Linked DNA regions of Oryctolagus cuniculus: region 1 is linked to region 2. A link is a contact called in public Micro-C data. All regions are on one chromosome and are shown on one strand. The core of a region is the stretch at or near the end of the contact, and the rest is flanking DNA. Distances in the headings are between cores, read along the strand shown.

Region 1 (3,804 bases), core at 406-2,905, 77 kb before region 2:
CAGAGCCATCCAGGGAGTAACACAGCAGAGGCTCACTTCTCACAGAATCTCCTAGAAAGAATGGTGGAGGGGACTCAGAGGCCCCAGCTGGCTCATAATCTACCCCTCAGGGCCCAAGAGTAAGAAGGGCAGATGAGGGGAGGTCTGACCGCCTGCCCATGCTGCCCCAGGAGCCTGATACCACCGGGCACCAGGCATCCTGTCTGCACTGATGTGTCCTCTGCACGTGTCTCTCCTGAGCCATCAGTGATGCCAGGGAACTCCAGCCCAGCTTGGGAAACCAGGGGACCACAGCCTGAGGGGTCTACACTAGAGGCAGATCCAGGCGGTCAGGGTCTGAGGGGTCTACACCAGAAGCAGATCCAGGCGGTCAGGGTCTGAGGGGTCTACACCAGAGGCAGGTACAGAGGCTTGGATCCATCCGACAAATGTTTACCATTATCTGTGGGATCCCAGCTTCAGGGAGCAGACGGGGCACCAGGTTCCAGAGCCCTGCCCTGGTGTGGAATCAGCTCCTTCATATCCCTTACAGTGCAGCAGCCACTAGGGACTCTGAGGCCCTGAGGAGGCAGTGCAGGGCCTCAGCTCTCAGGGTCCGGTTGGCAGCTCAAAGGCGCCCTTCCCTGGTTCCAGGTCTAGAGCCTGACGGGCCCTGTGGCCACCCAGCAGCACAGGCCTGGCAGAGCCACATGCACCCTGCAGAGGCACTTCCTGCAGCAGTTGGGGGGGGGGGCGCTGATGCTCGCAAGGGGTTGGGGGAGCAGGTCTCCACAGCTGGGTGGTGAGTAGGGGGCTGGAGCAGGCACTGGAGAGGAGTGGGGTGGGGACAGCAGATCTCCACATTTTAAAGTACACAGGTGTGGCCCAGAGCTGGGCACCTGACCTTGGGTCTCAGGGTTAGCTACTTCTGTACTGGGTGGGGCTTGGCTGTGTGGTTTTGGTTGGACAGCCTTGCCCCGCTGGGTTCCAGACGAGGCAGGCACCGTCTCAGGTCCACGGTGCTGCACTGGGCTTGCTGCCAGCTCTTTCTTGGCTCAGTGACTCTCAATTCCACTCCCTCGCCTGGCTGCCCGGGAGTCACCCACACAAACCTCCAGCCCTGGAAGGTGCCTCAGGCAAACCAGCAGGATCCCCCCAAGTCCTCCCAGCTCTCTCCACCGCATGGGACTCCGGCTCCTAGGAGCCTGGAGAGGCCACTCTGTCTTTGCCCCACACCACCACAAACCTTCCTAGGCAGCCGGGGGGCCCCCACGTCGGCCCCGCTCTGCCCCTCCGGTCCATAACGCGGAGAACTCAGGCGGCCGGGGCAGGGCAGCGACTGGGGACTCGGGGTTCAGCCCGGGTCGGGGTGCTCCTGACTCCCTCTGCGGGACCGGGCTGCGGGCCCACCGCGAAGCATCGTCCAGGGGAGTCCAGGGCGAGGTTGGTGAGACAGGGACCAGAGCCGTAGGGTTAAGGGAGGGGGCGCTTGGGCAGCCGCGGATCAGGCTTGGTTGGCCTCCCTGGTCTGACCGCCGCGGCTCCTCACCCAGGCGAACAGCGGGGCGGGACCTTCGGGGGAGGAGCCGCCGGGGCGGAGCGTCCGGGCGTGGGCGGAGCCGCGGTGGGCGGAGCGTCCGGGCAGAGCTGGGCTGAGTCCCGGACTCCACTCCAGTGACGGCGGCGGCGGCGGCGGCGGGCGCCGGGCTCGCGCGGCTTCGGCGGCGGCGGCTGCTGCGCGGGCGCTCTGCGGGCCGGGATGCGCGGGGAGCGCGCGCCGTGACCGCCTGCTCCAGAGCCGCCCCCGGGGCCAGGTCTGCTTGGCGGCGCGGGGCCGGGCGGCGGGTGCGAGCCGAGCATGCGGGACCCGGCGCCGGCGGTCCGGAGGAGCGCGGGGCCGCGGCGAATGCGATCCCCCGCCTCGGGCCAGCCGCTGACTGCGCTCCTGGCCGCGCTCCTGGCCGCGCTCCTGGGCGGTGCGGGCGCGCAGTACTCGAGCGACCTGTGCAACTGGAAGGCGAGGTGAGTCCGCGCGGCCAACCCTGGGCAGACCCCAGCAGACCCCAATCCCAGGCAAACTCCGGCTCTTGGGCAGACCCCGATCACGGCAGACCTCGGCCCCGGGCAGACCCCGGCTCCGGCAGACCCCGGCCGATCTCGGCTTCGGCGAGGGGCTCGGGCTGCTCTCCAGGTCGAGTCCGGTGCCCCCGCCCCCGCCCCCGGTCCTAGAACAAAAGAGCCCGCGGGTCCCTGCCCAGAGGACGCCCGGGGCGGCGCCTGCAGCGCGGCGAAGCAGGACTCGCCAGAGCCTGTGGGGTCCCGGGCTCCGCGACTTCTCGGCCCCTCGCCTGGATGGGCCGCGGCGGGCGCGGGGTCCTCTCGGGACCGCGGCCATCCGTGTCCGTGCAGCGCCGGCAGTCGCAAGCCAAACCCTGTGCGGGGCCGGGTGCAGGCGGGGAGCGCAGCCGCCGAGCCCGGCTCGTGAAGGTCGGGCCGCCCTTGGCAGCGGCGCGCGGGGCTCAGCGACCCCGGCCGCGGGGACCCCGCCCCCGGAGGCGACTGCGGGCCCGCGTGCGCCCCGCGCGGTGCGGGGCGGTCGTGCGCGGTTCCCGTCCGGGCCCTGCGGGGGGCGCTGCCCCGGCGGCAGCTCGCTGGCCGCGCGTCCTCCCAGAGCCGGGCCGGGCCGCGGCGCCGGCGCAGAGCTGGGCTGGGCTGGAGCCTGGACGCTCCCTTGTGGGCCGCCCTTGCCCCGCCGCGGTCATCCCGCGCTCTCCTTCGCAGCCTCGGCGTGAGGCAGGGCGCCCTAGACGCGGGCCTGGGGTCACCCTGCAGGGCCGAACCGAGAAAACCGCAGTCCCCGCCCCAACCCCGGGTTTCCAGGGCGGGAGGAAACGTGCGCGCGGGGGTGGGGGGGAGGGCTCGGAGCTGGGCGGGGAGGCCATCGCCCTCTCGTGCACCAGAGCAAGCCAGAGAGGAGCGCTGACCCCCCCTCCCCCGGCGCTGACCCCCGTCCTCCAGGCAGAGCCTGCGGGAGGCAGCTCCAGGCCACGCTTCTGGAGCCCCATTTATCCCGTGGTTCTCACTCCGCTGACAGTGCAGCCCCCGGATCCCCTGACCCGAAGCAGGGTTCCTGGTGGCAGAGGCCACTCCCAAGTGAGGGGCTTGTGTCGCTGATAACGCTTCCCCTCGGAGGAGCAAGACCAGGACTCACCTTAAACTCGAGGCTGTGGCCACCCCCACTGTCTCTCCACAGAACCCCAGCCCCTCCTGGCCCTACACTGACAGCCCCTGCAGGTGTGCGCCCGGGCAGTGACCCTGGCTGACTTCCCTCTAGACGCATGGGTTCGGTTCGGTTTGTTTCAGTCTCGTCGCAGCTGCTTTCATTGTTTGGTGTCACCCATGGGCAGAATCCCCATCACCGATGACCACTCAAGATGGGCTGTGTTGCTTTGATCTCAGGGCTGCTTGCAAGTTGACTGTGCTACGAGAGAGGGTGCGGGATTCTGTGGGAGGCATCAGCACTGACCTTGACTGGCCGAGGCCTCCCCCCTGGGTGCTTGTCTAAGCAGGGGTCCTGCGGGTCGTGGTGCTGGTTTTGGTGTGAAGCCCCATGTACCATGCGTGGTGTCTTAGGAGGATGTGGGGGAAGACGCTACGATGGCCCCGGGAGGGCAGAGCCCTGCGGTGGGCTGATGCAGGCGTCAGGTCCAGGTGTCGCCTTAGTCCTTTCTGAGTACACAGCCAGGTGCACTCATGTGATGTACAAGGCTACTACCTCCGGGCACCCTGGTCTGCGTCTCCCTGGGCACCTGTGGGTTAGCAGCC
Region 2 (3,850 bases), core at 302-2,801:
GGTTTAAGACCCGGCTGCTCCACTTCCGATCCAGCTCTCTGCTGTGGCCTAGGAAAGCAGTGGAAGATGGCCCAAGCTCTTGGGCCCCTGCACCCATGTGGGAGTCCAGGAAGAAACTCCTGGCTCCTGGTTTTGGATCAGCGCAGCTCTAGCCATTGAGGCTAATTGGGGAGTGAACCAGCAGATGTAAGACCTCTCTCTCTCTCTCTCTCTGCCTCTCCTTCTCTCTGTGTGTAACTCCGACTTTCAAATAAATAAATAAATAAATCTTTAAACAAATAAATATAATTGGCTGTTAACTGTTCAAGTCCCAGCTGCTCCACTTCTGATCCAGCTCCCTGCTAATGTGCCTTGGACAGAGCAGAAGACGGCCCAATTCCTTGGGCCCCTGCACCCCCATAGGAGACCCAGATGGAATTCATGGTTCTTGGCTTATGCCTGGCCCATCCCCAGTCATTGTGGCCATTTGAGGAATGAGCCAGCAGGTGGACGGTTTCTCTCTCTTTCTCCCCCCCCCGCCCCGCAACTGTGCTTTTCAAATAAATAAAATAAATCTTTAAAAAAAGAGCTTGTGAATACTCAGCATGTGATTACATGCTATAGGTAGCACCTAAAGTTAAAAAAAAAAAATGCTGCAAAAATTTGAGTCCCACATGTGAGAAGCTGAGAAGTGAGAAATTTTGGTCCTGTCCTGAGTGGGTGCCACACGCAGCAAGTTGGGGGTGAGTCCTGATGTGCAGAAGGCTGCCTGCACCCTGAGCTTGTCCCTGTCTGTGAGCAGGGCATGTTTGTCCTTGAGACACTGTCCTCTTAGGGTCATCTCCTGGGCCCTGTGACAGGCGACCCCTGGCCCTCTGCCAACCCCGCCACGATGGAGTGCAACAGGTCAATGCCCTTGGACCCTAGCAGCAGCCCCGGGAGTCTGGATGGAGCTCTCTGCGGGCTTCTGCATGGGACGTTAAGGGACAGTGTACTTCTCAAAATGGGCGTGCTGGTCCTATGCACGCAGATAACTGCTGCATTTCCTCTTTTTCAAAAGGAGGGGCATCTGCGTCTGACTCAGAGGCCCCGCTTTATTAATTTTTGTAAGACTTCCGCAGTGAGGCGGGTTTCCCTGCTCCAACGCGCACTTAGCATTGCTGAGCCGAGCAGGGTTGCAACACTTTCCTGTAAGATGGACTCAAGCAGAAGTGGATGTCTTCCTGGTAAAAGAAATACATAAATCAGTTAAAAATAGTTCTCAGAGCGGATGTGATGATCCGTGGCTGTCACAGGAAACATACGGGTTGGGCGCACCCTCAGTTACAGGAAAGTGGAGCCAGGCCGTGGTCCTCAGCCCCTCCTGGCAGCTTGGGCAAGGCCAGCTCCTCCAGGCTTCACCCCACACCCTGCCTGGCTGAGGCTGCCCAGGAAGAACAAGTACATCTGAGCTGCTTTGCCTCGGGTGCCTCCCTAGCTGCTGGGGCTCGTTTCCTGAACCCAGGCTTCCTTCCCAGCCAGAGGAGCTGGCTTAAAGCAGAGCTGGGGACGCCTCAGCTTGGTGTACCGGTCAGCACCACTCAGCAATGCTTTCTGTGGGGAACCTGCAAAGCCAGTGTCTGCCTTCACCCCGGTAGGGAGGTTGTGGGCATCGCCTGGAGCGCTTGGTTACAACACTGCCTGTTTCATTTGTGTGGTCAGATAGGCGTTAAAACAGAAATCTCACACCCATTCTACGTGACGCACCCCTGCCCCCGGCCAGGGAGTTGTCATAGTCGACTGGCTCTGGAACTGCCAGGGGTCGTGGTGGGTGCTCAGGGTGACCCAGAGTGAGGGGTCCTGTGCTGTCCTCAAGTCTCACAGAAGGTGTCCTGTGCCAGTCATGAGGGGAGTGACCAGTGCCTCAGGGACTTTGGGGTCCGGGTCTGGTGGGCATGAGGCCCTGTGATGGTTTCCGCCAACCCTTGGTGCTACCTGAGCTGGAGCTTCTACTTATAGGTGGAGGTGCAGTGGGGTGGGGGGCAGGGGAGAGCCCAGGGAGGGTCAAGGCAGTTCAGGACCAGCAAGCTCGCGGCAGAACCAGGAGGCAAAGTCAGTGTTGAACTCACCACTGAGAAAAATTCAGTTCAGAATCCACCGCAGTGGAGAACTCAGCACCATTGAGCACCACCCCCCACCCCGGTCTGAGGTCTGCAGAGGGGTGGAGGCAGGCGGCACTGGGCCCCTCCCTGGGGAGTTGACACTGGGCTGCTCCCCACCCAACGCCCAGGTTGGCTGGGGTGCTTGGGGTCAGCAGGAGGAACCTGGGCTGGATGGGGCTTTGGGGAACACACCCTTCCCAGGAGCCCCCAGTGAAGACCCAAGGGCAGCAGCAACCTCATTCCACGTGTACACAGCACATGCACACACAGGAGTATGTGCCCCCACACAGCGAGGCCACAGCAACATTCCCAAGTACACAGTCATGTCAACATGCACATTTGACCGTATGCAAAACGTGTATGCATGCTAACATCCACACACACGGCTTGAGGCCGTCACTGCCTCAAAATCCCTCTCACTGGCCAGGGGACCCAGCAGATGCACATTGGCTGCAGTTCTCAGAACCCAGTCTGAGACAGGCCCTGGACTTGTGAGTGCAGTGGAGAGTGGGAGGAGCTGGCTGAGCCTCACCCAGCCCTTCCTTTCCTCCCTTGCTCTGTGGCCCCACTCACCCCTCCTGCACCCTGCGGGGAGGATCATGGAAGCCCTGATTCACAGCCAGCTGGTAGAAGAACAAGTGGCACCACTGGCATCTGAAGTGGGGGCAGTCTCATGGCACTGAACCCTTAACTGCAGGGTCTCTGGCTATTCCGGGGGGTCAGGGTCAGGATTAAATTGCATCACCAGACACCTCGTTGGTGTCCAGAGAGATGCGGGATCCATTGCTGGTGTGTCAACAGTGTCGTATGAGGAGTAGAAGATTGCCTCCCCAGCACCAGGGCCCGGGCACAGCCTCCATGGCTGGGGCCCTCCCAGACTGCCCTGACCCAGACCTCAAGTGATCTGCAGCCCTGCAGGAGCTTTGCCACCCAATTATTCCAATTCCAGGTGCCTGTTCTGGATGGAGGTGAGGGTGGGGTGGAAAAAGCACAGGGCTTGAGGGCGGGGCACTCTCCCAGCCAGCTGGGTGAGTGCTAAGCCTTTGTCACCATTTCTGTCTACTCCAATCCCTCTGCTGGCTGTGTCTCCAGCAGTCTGAGACCTGTTCCTGGCCCAGGTATTTGTGAGGTCCTGGGCATTGGTCTGACAACACCCATTTTACAGAGGAAGAAACCAGCACATAGGTTGAGGAATTTGCCAAAGGTTGCAGCCTTGCAGATGTGGGAGCTACTCACTGCCTTGCTGTCCAGTAAGCGCAGCCCCTGCCCCTGCCCATGCCCCTGGACTCCTGGACTCCTGGCCAGGGACTGTGAGATTGGCTCCTGCCTGCTCAGAGAGGCCTGAATATCATATTAGGTGAGGTGCATGGGCAGGGATTCCCACCCCTGTGCCTCGAGAGGGTGTGACCCCACCAAGAGGCAGTTTTCCTCTGAGCAGGCTGCATGCCTCCTGCCCTTCCTGGAGGCAGGAGGCCCTATCCTGGACTAACCCAGACACCCTCTTGTCTGCCTGTCTGCTCGAGTGTTTCCAGGAACAGGGGCTCCAGAACAGTGCAGGAGCCCCACCCCACCCTGGAAGAATGCAAGTGACCCCTCTCCCCCCATGCTGCACTCACTCTTTCTACCACCTTCTCTGTGGTGCAGGCAGCAGCCCCTGGAGCTGCAGAGGGGACTCTGGGGCCTTCTGTTTTCTGTCTGGTGTGGCTGCGCCTCTGTGCATCCTACAGGAA

Evidence for each region. Hi-C and Micro-C count contacts between places; a contact is called where the count stands out from the background.
Region 1: a Micro-C map of ear pinna shows a contact between it and region 2, with 2.3 times the contacts expected there. The contact joins the promoter of METRNL here to the enhancer-like site in region 2. A contact is called at or near these places in 2 of 6 Hi-C or Micro-C datasets (ear pinna and an unstated tissue).

What each region holds. Positions count from the first base shown.
Region 1 is chr17:97,316-101,119 of mOryCun1.1, reverse strand. It overlaps METRNL (meteorin like, glial cell differentiation regulator), which reads left to right and starts at 1,655. Exons shown (of 4, transcript XM_002723051.5): 1 at 1,655-2,001. The coding sequence starts at 1,838.
Region 2 is chr17:20,337-24,186 of mOryCun1.1, reverse strand. No RefSeq gene overlaps it. Among named protein-coding and RNA genes, the nearest start is that of METRNL, 77 kb to the left of the region's middle. Within about 2 kb of position 1,551, at least 3 of the 8 cell types and tissues checked have an H3K27ac peak or open chromatin away from gene starts, as enhancers often do. A contact at or near this core is called in ear pinna, where this site is marked.